2 separate regions of the Camelus bactrianus genome follow, and region 2 is linked to region 1. A link is a contact called in public Hi-C data. All regions are on one chromosome and are shown on one strand. The core of a region is the stretch at or near the end of the contact, and the rest is flanking DNA. Distances in the headings are between cores, read along the strand shown.

The links. A called contact is a pair of places that touch in the nucleus more often than the background predicts.
Region 2: a Hi-C map of liver shows a contact between it and region 1, with 8 times the contacts expected there. The contact joins the promoter of DORIP1 here to the promoter of MIS18BP1 in region 1. A contact is called at or near these places in 2 of 2 Hi-C or Micro-C datasets (blood and liver).

The regions. Positions count from the first base shown.
Region 1 is chr6:46,868,108-46,870,807 of ASM4877302v1, forward strand. MIS18BP1 (MIS18 binding protein 1) reads left to right here and starts at 1,409. Exons shown (of 15, transcript XM_074365580.1): 1 at 1,409-1,532.
Region 2 is chr6:47,125,673-47,128,372 of ASM4877302v1, forward strand. It overlaps DORIP1 (dopamine receptor interacting protein 1), which reads right to left and starts at 1,386. Exons shown (of 5, transcript XM_074365585.1): 1 at 1,245-1,386. It overlaps LOC123611833, which reads left to right and starts at 303. Exons shown (of 16, transcript XM_074366584.1): 1 at 303-320; 2 at 885-1,803. The coding sequence starts at 303. The coding sequence ends at 1,802.

The DNA of each region.
Region 1 (2,700 bases), core at 159-2,658:
TCTCCCTTCCTGGCAGACAGAAACTTAGAGGGTCCATCCAGGGCAGCATGTTGATGTCTCAAGGGACAGATGAACATTGTCCTTTGGCCTGTATGCCTTCTCATCACACTTTTAATACACACTTTTATCCATCTTTCCTTGGAAAATTATTAGTCATCCTTATGTAAAAATCCTGTTGCTCTTTAACCTGGAGCATGCTAGATCCTAGTTACTTCCCACAGGAGAAGTAGCTAACTAAAAAAAAAAAAAAATTAAAGTCTGTATTTCTGAGTGTCTGCCCTTAATATTTCAAGGTTCCTATTTTGGCTGAATGTGTGAGCTATGGATACCTCATCATCAGGAACAGAAACTTTCCATAACTTCTATATCAGATGCTTTGGAGTATGACTGTCTCTTCAAAGTCCCTCTGTTCCACAAAGTATATTTCATAGATGTCACTAAACATATAAGTCTGGCTTTTCCCACAGATTTGGTGCAAATCCATGACCAGCCATTTTCTCATTATGCTGCTAGACAGAAACTTCACTTTATCTATGCAGATTTGTTTCCCTCCTACCACCCCCAACTGGTTTCTTTTCCTTACTTGAATTCATTTCATGTTTTAAATGTATATTTTAGATTCTGCGTTATTTCGTGAGCACAAAATTTAGTGGATACAGGATTTAGAAAAGTGGATTGCAAAAGTCACTTTAAAAAAATCCATTACAACCATTTCAGTTCAGTCTTACTGGACAAATGCGATACATGATTCTAGGATGCTGAGAATTGGGGGGAGGAAGGGAGGCAAAAATATACTCTCCAGTCCTAAATGCTGGCTTGGTGGGGAGAGGGACGGAGTTCATGAAGAGAAAATGCAGGATTACAGCTGGAAGGGATTTAGGGCTGAAAACACTAGTTAACTAACTCCCCGGGTTCCTCCTTCTCCGCCAAGACTGAAACAAGGTACCCTACACAGTGCTTCCAGCTGGCGACTACATCTTGTCGGGGTGCTGAGGCGAAGGATACACAGTACTCCGCGGTGGTGGTTAGAGCAGAGCGCAGTCTTAGGCAAGACTCAGTCTAAACGTGACTATCACGAACTGCACCACAACCCAGAATAGCCGAGATTAATGCTTTTAGGATTGGAGACCGTCAGGTTAAAAAAACTCACACTTTCTGGGGGAACAGCTCAAACTAAACAGCCCATTGCAAGTATAACTTTGCATTCAGTCCGTCATCTCCTCAAGTACAAAGCACTCTTTTTTGGCCTCAAATATCTCGCGGCCTGAGAAAACTAAACGCTCTGTCAAACGTATTCAGCAAGCTGTTCGCTCCCACGTGGAAGGAACCGATGACCAAAAGCTGTAGGCGTTCACACCCGTAGGGCAGGAAGGCAGCCGGGAAGGGACAAACTTAAGAAGCTGCCGGAGCGCCGGTGAGTCCAGGAGACGTCTGACGTAGGCCTTCCTGCCGCAGAGCATTTCGGGAGGAGCGACGGAAGGCGAAGCGGGTCCTCTCTCTGAATTCGAAACGAAGTCTGAGGACAACCAGAGGTGCGTGCCGAGTACCCGTGGCAGCTTGGGGTTGCCCAGTTTTTGTGGAAACAACATTGCCCACGCGGAGCAGGGCCTACTCTTAGTTTTCTTATGTCCGGGTGAGACGCACGGTGACGCAATTCTTCAACGCGCCAATCCTGGGCAGGCCGGAGGGCGGGCTCTTCAAATTTGAACTCCCGAGCTGTTTCGGTGTTAGGGAACCTCACGGAGGAGAGGAGCGTCACCTGCGGCTCGGCCGCTGCGGGCCGGGGCCGACGTGGGCCAGAGGCACGAGCCCTGGGGCTCCTAGCCCCCACTCCGCGGGAAGGGGATCCCGGACTACCGCGATCTCACGCTCCAGGCCCTTTACCCGAGGTATGGCCCCCCTGCGCCTCTTCCCTCTCCTCCTGCCTCCGATCCCTTTTGGCGCTGCGAGTTCCAGCACTTAAGTATTCTGGGCCCTTGCAGACTGGTGTACATTTCTGGCTTTCGGAGTGGAATCTGAGGGTTTTCAGAATCTTAAGTACACACTTCTTCATCCTACTACTTGCTTGAATTGAGAAGGAAGAGGTTAGGCAGCATGAAACAGGAGTTGTTGGTTCTTGGACCCTTTCACTGTGCCTATAATTACCTGCTTTAAATGAAAACAATCCTGTGTCTACAGTAGTCGCCCCTTATCCGGTCACTTTTCCCACCCCACAGTTTTAGTTACCACAGTCACCTGCGGTATAAGTATATTAGGTGGAAAATTCCAGAAATAAATAATTCGTAAGTTTTAAATTGCACACCTTTTAAAGTAGTATGATGAAATATTGGTCCGTACCAGCTAGGGTTGTTAATTATCCCTTTGTCCAGCATATCCCACCCAGTAGTCACTTAGCAGCCCTCTCAATTATCAGATGGCCTATTGAGGTATGATAGTGCTTATGTTCAAGTAACTCTAATTTTACTTAATAATTGCCCCAAAGCACAAGAGTAGTGATACTGGCAATTTGGATATGCCAAAGAGAAGCTGCGAAGCCCTTCTTTTAAGTGAAAAGTGAAAGCTCTCCATTTAATAAGGAAAGGAAAAAAAGTCATATACTAAAGATTGCTAAGGTCTATGGTAAGAACGAATCTTCTGTTTGTGAAACTGAAAAGGAAAAAAAATTATGGTGGTATTGTTATTGCATCCCAAACTGCAAAC
Region 2 (2,700 bases), core at 136-2,635, 260 kb after region 1:
GCTCTAGTCAACCACTTAGGAATAAGAGGGGGTGGCAATTCTAGAGCCTAGGAAAACACAAACTCAAGTTTCTTCTTAATAGGAACTGACATGTTTAGGAGCATATTTTTAAAAAATCATAGGGCATTTAAATACTTTGAAAATAACTTTATGGTTTGATTGATTTTTGTTGAATTTTAAAGAATTTTGTAGCAAGGTCGTATGATTAAGAGCCTGAGTTCAGATTTCTAAATATTGTATTGGAAAGAAATTATAAATCTCTGTAATATTTCTCAACCAAATTATCTTTTAGACACGACCAAATGAGTAACTATAGCTCTGTAAAGTAATAGTTACACTTCGGGAGAATTAATCTACAAATATATATATAAACTACATACGTGTATTAAAAATATATACACACATAAAATGAAACTAACTTCTTTAGCCTTTTTCTATGGAAAAAAGTGGGGAGGATAAGAGAGAATTGAAAAAAACTACAGGACACCTAGTCTAGCTTCTTCAGTAACGTGATTTGCCCCAAAGTAAATTACAATAAAAATGACTAAAAAAGATGGAGAAATGGCTGCAAACAGCTTTACTTAAAATTGTCTTTAAGTTTGGCCACACCTTCGGAAACATAGTTTAGTTACGCACTGATTTAGAAGCCCTGGAGAAAGTATCCTGCTGGCTTCATTTTCCAGCCTCAACAAGCCCTCTAGTTTCAATAAACCCAGAAAACTCCCCCGACTTCTATTTTCTTGGCAAAACGACACCTTCCTTCTGCGGTCATTTCCACGGGTGACAATCTGTACTCCACGCTGGTCGTGAGGGCCAGTCCATTTGACGAAGGCATTAAGTGCCGGAATCCCTAAGAGCTCGGGGGTCCTAAGTTCCCTCCCTAGTCAGCGCCCCGAAATAATCCGGAAAAGGGGCCCGCGCTCCCGCTAGAAGCAGCACGGGTCTCGGTGCAGGGACCCGCGGGGCCCACGGTAGGCGCCCTCCTCCATCCCCTGCACTCCGGCCACGCCCAACCCGCCCCCGGCCCACAGCGCCCGGGAAGGCCTGGCACTGACCGCTGGCCCCGCAGGGCGGCCGGGTCCCCGAACCGGGAAGCGGTGAGAGAGCTGGGTGTCCCCAGCCTGCGTTCGGGCAGCGGCCCCGCAGAGCGCCTGGGACTGCGGGTAATAGGCGGGAGAGCCGGGCATCGGAAGGCGTTCCCACACCGGCCAGTCTCCGTCCACCAGGAAGCCGACTTTTCGTACCTCCCCAGGGACCGAAAACCGCCGGTGCCGCCGCACCCGTCGCCGCCGCCGCTTGCTCATGGAGAGCCCGTGCTGCCGCCGCCGCCGCCGCCGCCTCATCTACTAGCACCGCCGGCTGTCTCGGCTTCCCCGGGCGTGAGCGCCGGGCTCCGGCACGGCCCCCATAGCACCCGCCGCGGCGGGAGCCACAGCAGCTCCAGCGCCCAGGCCCGATCCGACCGGACCCACGGAGCCAGGACCGCGGGACGCGTAGCTTCTTATTACGGAGGAAGATTCGGCCTGACCTCCGCCCCCCCGCCCCCCAGCCCCCAGTGCCCAGTCCCTAGCTGCCTGACGGCGCTGCTGCGCACGCGCGAAGACGCCGGGTCCAAACGTGCGTGTGTTGGATGTGTACACAGCATCCAGATTTGCCCAATAGGAACCAGGATCAGGTGCAGGGGGCGGGACTTCTCAGGGAGGGGCGGGGTTCCAGTGTTAGGCAATGGGCAGGGCTGCCGGAAGTGGGAAGGATTTGCACGGAGGCGGAGCTTTGTTGGCAAACCTGCTTGGCCGTTTTGAGGTTTGTACCATTTTAGGACTTTACTTGATTTTGGTTTGCTTCTAGGTCTGGTGTTTTCAGATTCTTAACTCTAAAAGGGAAAGCTTTGTTTTCTCAGTAAATTATAAGTATTCAAACTTTTAAGTATATATTTAGGGAAAGTTGAATTAGTATGTTAAGTGCTATCTGTAGTGTTCAAGGTAATAATTGGCCAATATATTGTAATTTACAGTGAAAATTAATAACATTTAAGGGAATTAGATAGCTTTAGCTCCATTATAGAGATGAAAAATTGAGTTTTGGAGATGAGAAATTCCTACGCATTGACAGACAGCTAGACATTGAAGCTAGAGCTGCTTAGTGCTAGAGTTGGTGGGCACAACCACTATTCTTCAGTAGATCCTAGTTCTTGTATCCTCCCTTAAATAGTCAAAGCCCACGTGGCTCTGCTCCCGGAGTACACAGGCTATCCTGGAAAACTACCTTCATTCGCAATTAGAAATGGGGATACTGTTGAGATATTCCCCATCTGGCTGTGCGAGAAAAAAAAAGAAGATTGTCTGGAAAGGGAAACTCAACCTTCAGAATACACAATGCACAGACCTTAAGGCCAGCCCAGTACATCACTGTGGTCCTCAGTCACAGCTGAGTCTGGCAGAGTCTTGGACACCTTCTTGACTAATTTAATGGTCAGGCAGGGTTATGTCAGGGAGTTTCCTCATGGACCTCTCTCGGGGACTCTGGTGATAGACGGATGGAACTTCTGGGAGAGAAGCTTGTCTCACTCAAGATAAACATTGCCGGTGGAGTTGGGAAGAAATAGACATCTCTCAGAGCAGAGGAGTAAGAAAGAGGCTATGCCCAAAAAGGAATAATTAATTATTTTGGCAAAAATCTCCTCTTTTTAGTCTCTTGGTT